Linked DNA regions of Sus scrofa: region 1 is linked to region 2. A link is a contact called in public Hi-C data. All regions are on one chromosome and are shown on one strand. Each heading gives the region's core, a stretch centred on a gene start, on an enhancer-like site or on the middle of the called end of the contact. The rest is flanking DNA. Distances are from core to core; before and after follow the strand shown.

The links. A called contact is a pair of places that touch in the nucleus more often than the background predicts.
Region 1: a contact with region 2 is called in a Hi-C map of liver, with 5 times the contacts expected there. The contact joins the promoter of TXNDC17 here to the promoter of SHPK in region 2. A contact is called at or near these places in 1 of 5 promoter capture datasets (liver) and 1 of 47 Hi-C or Micro-C datasets (liver).

Annotation. Positions count from the first base shown.
Region 1 is chr12:50,734,293-50,741,067 of Sscrofa11.1, reverse strand. TXNDC17 (thioredoxin domain-containing protein 17) reads left to right here and starts at 3,759. Exons shown (of 4, transcript XM_003131877.4): 1 at 3,759-4,219; 2 at 4,781-4,862; 3 at 5,261-5,336; 4 at 6,218-6,399. The coding sequence starts at 4,075. The coding sequence ends at 6,286. KIAA0753 (protein moonraker) reads right to left here and starts at 3,910. Exons shown (of 19, transcript XM_003131876.4): 1 at 3,628-3,910. It overlaps MED31 (mediator of RNA polymerase II transcription subunit 31), which reads right to left. Exons shown (of 4, transcript XM_003358216.4): 4 at 6,599-6,775.
Region 2 is chr12:49,729,743-49,736,285 of Sscrofa11.1, reverse strand. SHPK (sedoheptulokinase) reads left to right here and starts at 3,967. Exons shown (of 7, transcript XM_005669118.3): 1 at 3,967-4,247. The coding sequence starts at 4,080. CTNS (cystinosin) reads right to left here and starts at 5,545. Exons shown (of 12, transcript XM_021067682.1): 1 at 5,103-5,545; 2 at 3,476-4,616; 3 at 570-649. The coding sequence starts at 630.

The DNA of each region.
Region 1 (6,775 bases), core at 2,510-5,009, 1.0 Mb before region 2:
CCCTGTTGGGCAAGATCCCCGGACCAGCCAATGCCTGTTCCCTCCCTTGACACCAGGGGCACTTCCTCAGCTTCATTCACCCCCACGGCCGTGCCTGCCCTGGACACTCCTGGCACATTCTCATAGTCCGGTTCCTCCCCTTCGCACCTTGGGCAGCTCCATGACCTGGTCCCACGGCCACAGGTGTAAGACACCCCCTCCATCTGGCTCCGCCCCACCAGCCCCAGGACACTTCCACCTCCCGCCTCCCCCGCTGAAGCCCCGGGGCCCTCTATGGACTGTCTCCTCGGCATTCTGAGGCCCGAGACGGCAGCATTCGATCCTTCTTCTGCACACCCAGTCACCCACACTGCGGCAGCCCCACGCCCTGACATGGGAACACCGACAGTTGCAAGCATCCCCAAAGACACAGCCTCAGACATGGCTCCACTGGGTCTCCTTCTCCACAGACCTGCGACACCTTCAGAGGCTGTCTCCCCATCCAGAGGTCCTGGAGCCCTGGCAGGAGCGGGCATCTCAGAAACCTCTCTCCTTCCCCATATACCTGAGCTATCCCCAGAGCCAGCAGCACCCACCAGCGGCCCAGGGGCCCCAGGAGCAGCGGGCACTCCCACCGCCAGGGAAACGCTAGCAGCTGCCGGCATCTCAGCAATCTGTCTTTTTCCCAATAAGCTCAAGAGACCCCCAGAGAGTGTCTCTCCTTGCTCAGGCCCAGGCACCCCCAGGGCTGTGCGCAGGCCCACAGCCATGGATGTTCCTACAGTCTGTTTCCCTCCCACCAAGCCTGAGATGCCCCCGAGGCCCAGATTTTCCCTCATGGGCCCAGGCACCCTGGCAGTGGCAGGCATCCCCATCCTGGTGGGATCCTTGGCATCTGTAGGTCTCCACACTGTCTCTCTCCCTCCCCACAGGCCTGCAACACCTTCGGAACCAGCATCTTCTTGTGCAGGCCTAGGCGCCCAGGCAGCTGTGGACACCCCTGCGGTCACAGGTACTCCTGCCATCTTCTTCCTTCCTGGCAGGTGGGCGAAACCCCCAGAGCCAGTCTCCACCCCTAGAGGACCAGGCACCCTAGGAGCCACGGCGGGCACCTCAGCAGCTGCAGGAACCCTGGCACTCTGTCTCCGTCCCCAAGATGTTGGGATACACTCAGAGCCAGTCTCCTCTCCCACAAGTCCAGGTAACTCAGGAGCCACAGAACCGGGAACCCCCACGGCCTGTCTCCTTCCCCATGATCCTCGGAAAGGCTCAGAACCAGGGTCCTCTCCCACAGGCCACACCTCCTCCGGAGCCACAGGTACCCCTGAAGCCACGGGTATCCTGGCAGGATGAGCCCTGCCCCACAGGTTCATGTCATCCCTGGAGCTGCTTTCCTGACACACAGAGCCAGACACCCACACAGCAGCAGGCACCCTGGCAGGTATGCTTCCAGACCTAGGCGCACCCACAGCTGTGGGCACCCCTGCCGGCGCACACCTGTGCTTGGACACACCTGCTGCCTCTGGCATCCCCACTGTCTCAGGTGACCCCTCAGCCTGTCTCCTCCTGCTCAGACATGAGGCGTCCCCACAGCCGGGCTCTTGATCCACAGACCCAGGTCTCCCTAAAGCTGCAGGCACCAGAGCCGCTTGCTCCCCCATCACCTGACTCCTTTCCCACAGACTCAGGACATTCCCACCGCACATCTCATCCCGGACAACCCCTGGCACTGCATCAGCCACAGGCACCCCCCGAGCCCGCTGCCTAGCCCACAGGCCTGGGACACCACCGAAGCTGGTTGGTTCTTCCACAGCTCCCGGAAGCCCCGCAGCCTGGGACACCCCCACAGGCTGTTCGGTTCCCCAGGCCCTAGGTACTCCCATCACCTGTCCTATATTCATTGGAGCACCCCCGGAACCTGCCTCCTGCTCATCAGGACCAGATACCTCTGCAGTCTGTGTAGCTTCCCATGACCCTGAGTTGCCTCCAGAGCCTGTCTCTACCCACAGAGCCTGTCCCCTTTCCTTGAATCCTGGATCACCCCCATATCTCGCTCCCTCTTCAATAACACAAGGTACCCCTACAGGCTGTCCAGCGCCCCACAGGCCAGGGAGACCCCCAGGGCCTGTCTCCTCTACCGCTTGTCTCCTCCACCATAGGGCTGGGGCACCCACAGAGATAGTTTCCTCCGGTGCAGCCCTGAGGACCCCCATGGCCTCGGGCACCGCGGCAGCCTGCACCCTTCTCCATAAGCCTGGGGTATCCCCGCAGACTGCCTCCTGTGCCAGAGCCCCAGGCACCTGCACTGACTGCTCTCTCCCCCACAGACCCAGAGCGCCCCCATAGCCTAGCTCTCCTTCCACAGACCTGGGTACCTCCACAGCCTTGGGCCACCCCATGGCCCCAGGCACTCCCACAGTCAGTCCTTTTCCCCGAGAGCCTGGGGCAACCCCATAGTCTATCCCTTCTTTGGCCCCAGGTACCCCCACAGCTTGTCCCCTCCCTGGCAGGTTTGGGGCAATCCCAGAACTGGCCTCCATAGCGCCAGGCAAAGCCACAGAGGGTATCCTCACAGGCTGGCCCTGCCCACACACGACTGCAGCCCTCTCACAGCCTGCCCCCAGGCCCAGAGCTATAGCTATTCCTGAGTCCCCGGGGGCTGCCCTACCCTGCCCTTTCACCCAGGGTCCTGTGAGACCACCACGGCTGGTTTCCACCCAGGAAGCCCGGCCAGGAATCCCCCTTTCAAGCAACCCCTCTCCTGCAGGCACAGGATGGAGTTCGACTCTGCTTCCTTCCCCACATCCCGAAGCTGCCCTCATGGCCTGCACCTTCAACCATAGCTCCAGAATGCTCTCGTGCCCCATAGATCCCGGGCGACCTTTTCTCTCACAGCCCCGAGGGCTCCTATAAACCGACTCTTCCTCCTCCCCACTGCCAGTCACCCACACAGAGCCGACAGGCCCCACCACCTGGGGTATCCCTACAGCCCCGTTCACCCATACAGTCCCAGGGTCCCTTGCAGCCTCCATAGAGCCTGCAGTGCCAGGTGTCCCCGCAACCTCGTTCGCCCCGGCGGCCTGGGCTGTCCCCGCTGCTTGTCTTCTCCCCCACTGTCCCCGGCAGTCCTGCAGCCTTTCTGCACTCACACAGCGCGTTTGCCGCACGGAGGACCTCGCCCAGCGCTTCGCTCCACGGCCTCCAGTGGTCCTTGAACCCCATCTCTTCCCCCACGGCCTCCGGACTCCACGCCCAGACCTGCTGGGCCCCACGCAGCGGCCCGGCGTTTCTGCGGCTGGCTCGCCCCCGCGCAGCCCCCGCAGGGCCCCCTGGCCAGCCATCCCGCTCATAGCTCCAGGACGACTCACGCCTTCCCAAGGCAGCTCTGGGGCACTTCCTGTCTTGGCACCAGCTCCCAAGGCGGCTCCCCACACGCACTCACACTCAGCTCTAACCCTCGCAGCCTTCCTCCCTCACAGCCCCCTGCCCCCGCCCTGTCCCGGACGCCCGACTAAAGCCTCAGTAGAAGAAACGAAAATTAGAGCCGACGAGCGGCAGGATCTGCCCCGGGCCCAGGTCTCCTCTTCCCTACGTCTCTGACTCCTAACGCAGCTTCCCAGAATCCCCCCAGCTCTGGCCCGAGCCCACCTGGCCTGGGGCTCGGCGCGGCTACCGGGAAGCGGGCAGGGGGGGCCGCTATTAGGCCTAGCTTCCGGCCGCTCGCCCAGTCGCCATGGCAACAGGCGCAGGGTGGCTTGGGAGCCGTTAAGGCTCCGGAGCCACCTAAGGGTCCAGGGGCAGCGCGGCGGCAGGTTTTGCAGCCACCGCACATGGGGCTAGGGCCGGGACTGGGACCATACTGGGGCAGAATCCGGGGGCTGTGGGCGCAGCCAGCACGGAAAGACCTGAGACGTGAGAGCAGAAAGATGGTGACGAGTTAGGGCCATCGGAGGCACCCGTAGCACCTCAGAGCCTGGCTGGCTCCCTCAAGTCCCCGCCCACCCGGAAACAGCTTCGCTCCGCCCCGCAGGGGATCGGTCCCAGCTGCGGCGTGCGGCCCAAGACACCTCCCGCGGTCCCAGGCCCGCTTTCCCGATGGCCCGCTACGAGGAGGTGAGCGTGTCCGGCTACGAAGAGTTCATACAGGCTGTGAAGCAGCACAATGGCAAGACCATTTTCGCCTACTTTTCCGGTTCTAAGGACGCCGAAGGGAAAAGCTGGTGCCCCGACTGCGTGCAGGGTGAGGCCGGGATTCGGGTCTCCTGCCTAGAGGACCTGGCAGGAAAGCTGAGGCTGTGGCCATTGAGCAGGGTGGAGAAGCGGAGGGAGTCTTGCTCCCGAGTCCCGCAGAGCGATCTGAGCTGTCTTTTGTCTTTTCCAACCCTGTACCCGACTCTCCTATTAAGTCCTTTCCCACCCCGCCAAGAGTGCTCTTCTACCATTCCACTCAGGTAATCTTAGAATCTAGTCCTTTGGAACTTTTAACTTCCTTGATTAGTGTCTTACAGGAGACACGAGGTGGTTTCTTTTGGATGTCAACAAATATGTCTTTCGTTTTTCTGGGCTCCGTGGTGTGGGGACAAATCAGGACTTAAGAGTTGGTCCTTGCTCTTTTAAAGTGGCTCTCAAATCAGAAAACAGCACCTGACTTCTGTTAACCTCCTCAGTTAACTGCAGGTTAAAGTCTGAGTACTTACCAAGCCTGAGGGGAGAGGCGAGAGGGGCACTGTTTATCAGTGCTGATTGTACTGTTGGTGTGTAATTATTTTAATTTTTACCAACTTTTTTTTTTCTTTTAAAGCTGAACCAGTTGTACGAGAGGGGCTGAAGCATACTGTTGAAGGATGTGTGTTCATCTACTGCCAAGTAGGAGAAAGACTTTAGTAAGTGGCCACATGTACTCTATTTCCCAGACCTAGGTAGGAACGGCTTTGGGACTCAGACTCTGAGTTCTAAGGTATAGTCGGATAAGTCAAGCAATCAGAATATATAAAATACAAATTAAAAATCTGAGTGATCATCCAGTTGTATTAGGTAGGGGTAATTCAATGAATTTGCCGTGATGTTCCTTTGGAACTTAATTGTCTTTACATTTATATTTTAGTATATACTCACGTGAAAACTTTGCACAGGGGAGTAAATCATAGAGTCAAGGTCTTTAAAATGTTCACAACAAAAACAATGATTACTAGAAGACTAAATGTAAGAATACATCAAATATTTAGCAGACTGTAAGAAACCAAGTAAATTTTTCATGATCACTTTTCTTTTTTTGAAATAGTTGGAAAGATCCAAATAATGACTTCAGGAAAAAGTTGAAATTAACCGCAGTGCCTACACTACTTAAATATGGAACAGTGAGTATCTTTCTTTAACTGTGCTGGGGATACAATTCACCCTATCAACTCTTTTAACTTGTTCTGGATTCAAATTTGAAAAGACCTTGACATTTCATCCCAAATATCATATTGCTCTTTAGCATGGATTCATAGCACAAAAGCTGTCTATCCCTATGGCCAGTCCCAATAAATTATTAATAATGCAAATATTAGCTCTTTCAGTGCTTTCTTAAAAGCCATTCTTTTTTGTTTGTTTGGCTGGGGTTTTGTTTTTGTTTTTGCATTTTAGTGCTGCACCTGTGGCATATGGGAAGCTCCCAGGCTGGGGATCGAAACGGAGCTACAGCTGCCAGCCACAGCCATGCCAGATCCAAGTCACATTGGATTTCTACACCACAGCTCACAGCAATGCCAGATCCTTAACCAACTGAATGAGGCCAGGGATCGAACCTACATCCTCATGGATCCTAGTCAGGTTTGTTAACCGCTGAGCCACGAAGGGAACTCCCAAGCCATTCTTATTTTTAAATTCGGTAGGCACTGCTGAACAAAGTTGGTTAACATATAATCCCTTAAAAGAGTGCCATCAATGTTGCTTTCTCTTTAATCCATAATTCTTGATGAAAGGGCACCTCTAGTTAAGTCATGACCCTGGAATTCTGAATTGAAGAATTAAGGGAAAGGGGGGACACTGGGCTTGCTGTCTCCTGTTTTAGTCCAGGGAGCCAAGAATTTTAATGATTTACCTTAAAGCAAATACCTTAACTATTTCATAAAATGTGTTACAACTAGTTGATAATTTCTGTTCCAAGATCTGTGTCATTCAAGGCAGAACTCATTCCCCTCCTAATAACATTTTTGTAGTGATGGGTTAAAATAAGACTGTTCTTCTTTTACAGCCTCAAAAACTGGTAGAATCTGAGTGTCTTCAGACCAACCTCGTGGAGATGTTGTTCTCTGAAGAGTAAGATTTGATGATGGCAATTGTGTCTTGATTTCCTGATTTGCTCTAGTATAAAAGAAACTGCACACTTGCTTTGAATTCATGTTAGCAATAAATAAATGATGATTAAAAGAAAAACTGTGTATGTCTAAATAATAGAGAGTACAATTAAAATGCTCATGAACCCTTAGTCTGCTTTAATATATGGATATGTTTGAACTAAGGATAAACTAAGTCTTCAGGAGTAGCAGTAGTAGCCCAAAGGGGAGGATATTATTGGAGATGGGCAGAAATATCTAAAAGCCGCTGATAGTGAAGAAGATAGTTTCCAGACTTCTAAAGAAGTTAGGATCTTTTACTTTAAATTCCATGAACTTACAAAAGAACTGTTATCCTAAAACATCTTTGGCTTTAGAATGTAGAACTTAATCTAACCACTGAAGGATAGCAAGGCACATCTAATCCAGCCCCTGCTTTTGTTTTACAGCTGTCTGATTGTGCGGGATGAGGCAGG
Region 2 (6,543 bases), core at 2,718-5,217:
TCCAAGGATGCCCAAACGCTGACATGTTTTTCAACAACCAGCTTGGATTCCACGAGGCCCCTACCCCTTCTGCGCCCTGTTCCTCAGTCCCTCTCTAGGGGAAGGGCTTTTTCATCTTACCAGGGGATGTTGGGCAGGCTCCTCAGGACTCTGTGCCTAGCAAACCAGGTGCAACAAGGTAGCCACCTTGCCTGCTTCTGCAGCATCTCCCAGGACCCATAACTCCCTCTTTGCAATTCACAGGGCAGGGCCATAAGTGCTTCTTTACAGCTATTATCCCAGATTTTTGGAGCTCCATTGTTTGATACTGGTGGTACAGAAAAGGCAATAGGAGACACCCCCCCACCACCACCACCATCCTGGGCAGAAGGCCAATTATTTGTGGAACCATCTGGCTCCTGGCAAAACTCCTGGACTCCAGACCTTGGTCTGCTCCACTACCTGGCCACCTGGGCAGGGGCAGGTGGACACATGCAGTCTGAATGGGCCTAAATCTTTGGTTGCAAAAACATCGGGCTACTTACTCCATTTCCCTCTTGACACAGCTGATAACACGTTTGTAAACTTACCACATTTCTCTATAAGCTTCAGGGGGGACAGGATAAAAATAACCAGCCACTTCCTTATCATGTTCCTCGATTTCAAAGAACTAGGATGAAAAACGAACAGCAAGAGAAGTTCAGGTTAAAGTCAGATCAGCTCAGCAACAAGTGGACACTATGTCATCAGGAACCATGGCACAGACAGTTCATAAAGGACTTTCACTTTACCCTGTGACCTCATGGCCTCTGCATCACCAGCTTGGAGAAGGGGACCCCGGGGAGGGCTTACCTTTCTCAGAAATGTGGGGAAATGGGCTCAGAGAGGCTAAGTGGGTTGGTTAAGGTTCCACTCTGAGGAAGTGAGCAAATGCTGAATTTCTCCCTCTTCAACTGCTTTGTGCAACCTAGTGAACAGAACGAAAGCATGCAGCCTTATTGGCTGGGTTTTTTTTTTTTTTTTTTCAAAAGATATTAAACCTGTGGACAGATATTTGACTCTGTGAACCCACTAACCTTGAGGAAATGAACTGCATTCCCTATCCTGGGACCAGCATCAGTGGGTTAATGCTATCAACTGACCCTTGAGTCAAACTTTTTCATTTTCCAAGCGTCACCTCTCCCAGACTGGCAAGGATCTCTCATGATGGGACCCAGTGAGGGACAAGCCCCAGATCAGCCATGGAGTGGCTTAGTGGTTAAGGGTGGGAGATGGTTACCGGGTGCTTAAAGGTACAGGTGAACCACAGGTCAAGATGGGGCAGGTGAGCGAAATATCTGCCACTTAGTTTCTTTCTGCTGCCTCAGGGTTCAGTGCTCAGACTCTGCAACCTCTTTATAGCCTCTGCGGATGCCTGCAAATTGTGAGAGGGTAGGAGAGGTCTGTGTGGAAATTTCTTTGCTCCTGCTCTGGTTTCAGCTTCCCCCAAAGACCTCAAAAGGTATCCTGATACTCCCCTCCCTCAAAAACAAACAAACAAACAAACAAACACACACACACAAAAACAAAACAAAACAAAAAAATCCCTCTGAGTTCCTACTGTGGGTTAAGAATCCAACTGCAGAAGCTTCGGTTGCTGCAGAGGTGGGGGTTCAATTCCCAGCCCCGGCAGTGAGTTAAAGGATCTGGTGCAGCTGTGGCCTGGATCCAGTCCCTGGACAGGGAAATGTCCATATGCCACAGTGCAGCCAATTAGAGTCTCCCTCATTGCTGCGTCCTGCCTGACCTCCACTCCCCTCGTCTCAACCTAGGGGCCTCTCTGCCTGCTACAGCTCCCCCGGATCAATGGGTCTTAGGAACTTTCCCACCTGCTGGCCCCCGTTACCTCCTCCTTGGCCTCCTCTGGAGGCCTTGCCCTTGGCAAGGGATCCTCAGCCTCTCTGCCCCTCTGCTTTCTGTACCCTGACTTTTGGGAAGTTGCTCTCCTGTGTACGGGGAATGACCTCCCTCTCATTCTTGCTACTCTCGGCTCTTCACACTTGAGGATGTATGTCCTCAAGCTTAGGATTCAGTTCCTTCCCCAGGGCAGAATCTGGGTTTTCCCTGAGAATTCAGATGCAGAATCAAGCCCAACCGGTTCCTCTCTCATTCCACAGGAGTGGAATGTGGGCTGAGGAACTCAAACACGTGGACGGCAAAAGTTCCCCGGCCCCGAAGGCTGACGCACCTTGGAGGAAAACCATCATGACAGGTAGAAAGATATTGAGAGATATATGGTTTGATTAAAATGTTAGGAAAAGATTAGGTTAATAATTCTACACAAAAACTGGAGTTCCCTCGTGGCTCAGCGGGTTAAGGATCCGGTGTTGTCACTACTTCGGTCTCTGGTTACAGCTGTGGCGTGGGTTTGATCCCCGGCTGAGGAACTTCTGTATGCCGCTGGCACACTAGCCTCTGTGAACGCTACAGGTAGAAATGGAGAATTTCACCACGATGGGCTGAGTCTGGCATATTGCTCTTCTAGCCTCACTCAGATGCCACCTCTTTCAAGAAGCCTCCCATTGCCAATCCCCTCCCAGGGGGCAACCTGTGGCAGCTGCACTTAGTCAGGTATCTGGTTAATTCTGTCACCTGTTCTACAATCTGGACCTCCCTGGATCTTCTCTTGGAGAAATTAATACAAACAGTGGCAAAGAGTGTGCCCCTTGGAGACAGACTTCACAGGTTTGAACCTGAGCTCCCCGTTTATTAGCTGTGTGGCTCTGGGTGCTACTTAACCTCCTCAAGCTTCAATTTCCTAAAGTGAAAACATGGGCAGTGGGAACTAAGTCATAGGGCTTATATGAGATGAAACATTAAGCACGGTTTGTGGCCTTTTAATCAGAAGTATTAAAACTTCAAGGGGGTGGGTGTTGGTAAGGAAAAAAAGTTGAGAAACAATAAAGTAAATACAGCTGGTGCCCAGGGCGCCTAGCAAGCTCTCACAAAGCCCGGGCTGTTGTTTTCTTCAATGTTGTTGAAAAAGGCTGGGCCCAGTCGTCCTCCCTTTCTCTATCCTGAAAGCCCCGGAGGGCGGGGCCGGATCTCATCCTGCCCACTCCCCTGGGGCCAGGCTGGCACTTGAGCACCCTAAAAGGAGTTCGAAGTGGTCTTTTCAGCGTCTCACATCCGCAGAGCAATCTGCAAACTCCCAGACCCAGATTCAGGAGGCAACTAAGCAAAAGGCGGGGAAAGGGGCGCTAACCTGCACTGTAGAGCCTCCCAAAGCACCTCGGCAGCCTAGTGTCCCTGCCTCCACTCGCTACCACCCGAGCCCTTCAATCTGGGGGCTCTCCGCGAGGCCGGGGCTGGCGGCAAGAGACAGAACCCGGCGCAGCTAAGAGAGGCTGGAAGCGCGGCAGGCTGTCCAACTGGCTTGCTGTGCGAGTCTCTGGACCTCAGGGGGTGCGCCTGAGAAATGAGGGGGAGAGGCTTTCGGGGCCGCGCAGGCTCTCACCTGAGGTCCTCTAGCTTCAGAGGACCGGTTGCACTGGACGCAGGAGCGGCTCTCGACGGTACCCGCCTCTCTCCGCCGGCTTGACTTAACTGTGGGGCGGGCCAGAAGTCACCTGACCCGAGCCACCTGATTCACGGAGGCCAGATCTCGGCGCGATGCACCCTGGGAGCTGTAGTTTTTCCGCGTCTCAGAGGGACAATTAGGGGTTGGAGCGAAGCGGAGGGGCGCAGGCAACTCGGCAGGGATGGGGACTCGGGTATGTGAGAGGGTTTAGTCAGCAATAGGGCCACAGAGGCTCTCTCATCCCCCAGCGCCTCTCGGTATCCCGAAGAACTTTGTTGAGCGAGGACAAAGCTTCACTCCAATTCGCAAATCTTGCTCTGCGGGGCGGGGCCCCTAGGTCCCGCCCTCCACCACGGCTCCGCCTATAGCAGGGGACGGTCACGCGGGGCGCGCGACTCAACCTTCCTCAACCAATGGGGAGACGAATTCGCCCGTGTCCAGCGTGTCTGGAAAGAGTGGCAGGCGAGGCTCCGCCTTGGCTCCCTGGTCCTGGGCGAAGTGTGCGGGAGAGGGCGCCTCGGCCCCAGACGCAAGCGCTGCCATGGCTGCTCGATCTGTCACTCTGGGCATCGACTTGGGCACCACATCTGTGAAGGCGGCCTTGGTGGAAGCCTCACCGGGTGACCCTTCCGGGTTCGTGGTACTGGCGAGCTGTGCACGAGCTGCGCAGGCCGAGACGGCGGCCCAGAGCGCGGCGGCCGGGTCCCAGGTGAGGCAGCGTCCTGGAGTCGCGCCGCCTCCAGGAGCCTCCACTCTTCCTCCTCAAACAAGTCTCCCTGACAGCTCCAGCCTGCCTGATCTCTGCCTGCCTGCTGCAACTCCCTCCATTAGGTTTCCTCTCAGGAAATTTCCCACCTCCTGGCACCGATCTTCCCGACTCTCCGGCCTTCTCGAGGAGCCTTGCCCTTGGCTCTCTATGTATATCCCCTTGCTCTCTGCACTCTTACCTTGTGTACCTTGACCTGCAGGTAGTTGCTCTCTTATACATGGAGAGATCTCAGGTCTCCTTATTTTTGTGGCTCTCTGCCCCGCACATTTGCCAGTGTCCTCGATTCTCTAGGGCAAGGTCTGCTTTTTCCTTGAGAAATCAGATGTAGAATCAGATGTAGCCTGCCCCTTTCTCAACCAGATGTAACCTGCCCCAGTCCCAGAAGAGGTCTGTGAGTGGAGGGACTCAAACACTTGGACAGCAAAAGTGCCCCAGCCCCAAAGGCTGATACACCTTTGGAGGAAAGACATCAGGACAGATAGAAAGACATTGAGAGAGATCTTGATTAAAATATTAGAAAAAGTCAGAGTTCCCATTGTGTCTCAGCGGTAACGAGTCCTACTAGTATCCATAGAATGTGGGTTTAATCCCTGGCCTGGCTCAGTGGGTTAAGGATCCGGTGTTGCTGTGAGCTGTGGTGTAGGCCAGGAGCTGCTGCTTGAACTCCAGCCCTAGGCTGGTAACTTCCATGTGCCAAGGGTTCAGCCCTAAAAAAAAAAAAACAAGAAAAGAAAAGAAAAAACAATTAGAAAAAGTTCAAATTGTTAAAGCTACAAGATAGAAACAAAATCTCACCTCCGTGTGTTCAGCTGAGGCATATGGGTTCCGAAAGGATGTCAATCCCCAAAGCTGGGTTCCATTAACTCCCAGAGAAACGTAGCTTATGTTCAGATCATTGACACTAGAAATTAACATCAAGGAACTTTGTGTGTAACCTCACGAATTTTTTTTTTCCTCCTGGATCTCAGCTTGTTCTCAGAGTTGAAATAAGTGACCTTTATGGTCCCTTCCAGCCACAAATCTCAATTTTCTGAGCCAAGCTTCACTCCTAAGAGCTTTGTTGTTCATAAGCTCTTGCCACATACCTGGACTCCGTTCTACAGGGTTCAGAGTCCATCCTGCTCAGAAGCATTTTAGAGGACAAAGATTTCAGGAACACTTTGCATTTTCATAGGACCTTTCAAAATTAGTTTGGTTGGGGGCATCAGGGTATTTTAGAATGATTATCTCATTTTATGGACTATGAAATGGAGGGAAAATCAGCTCTGACCCTGTGGATGTGAGTGGCAGAGCTGGGATTCTAGGGGGTGAGTTTAGGCAGTGCCCTTTTCTCTTGAAGTAGGGCCACTTTATGAACACTTTCCCCACTCCCCCAGCTTTTAACAGGCTGTTCTTTGCTTACAGGCACACCCAGGGCTCCGCACCTGCCTAGGGAGGGGTTTAGGGTAATAACTCCCCTTGCATCCTCGTGTGTGTTGTGATCTGGGACAAATGCATTGCTGTAATTTCATTTGTAGCAGGATTTCTCAACTTTGGCACTGTTGATATTTTGGGTTGAATGATTCTTTGTTGTGGGGGGGGGGCTGTCCTGTGCATTGTAGGATGTTGAGCAGAATCCCTGGCCTCTAACCAACTGCATGCCAGTAGACTCTTCCCCCCTAATTGTGACGCCCCAAAACTGTCTCCATATTTCCAAAGGCTCCCTGGGGAACAAAAATCACCCCTGGGGTAAAACTACTGAACTGTAGAAATACCTGGTGGCTCTGTTCTTTCCTCATGTCCATCCTTCTCACTCTTTAGAAGTATGGTGCACTCCACGACACTTTGGGGATCGTGTTCGGCCCTGTGGGAAAGATCAGCCTATTATCTGTTTGCAATTGTAAAATATCAGGATCCAGCTGTGGCAACACTGCGCTGGGTTGGGGATCGAACAGGAGCCCCTGGCAGCAACCTGTGCCACTGCCATCCGATCCTTAACCCACAGCGCCACAGCAGGCACTCCTTAAAATATTAGGACTTTTGAGGGAAGCTCCGTGACGCTTTCTGAGTTGTTAATTTTTCCTTTTGTGGCCTCAATTTCCCCATCTGTAAGAAAGGTTGTCGGGGAGGAGGGTTGAATGTTTTCTGAGTTCTTTTTTCAAATCAGAAGTTTAGGATTTGATCTAGATGTAGAATCCTCAATATTCTGAACTAAGGAATGGGGGCAGCGCCTTTCCTGTTACATCGTGAGGGTACC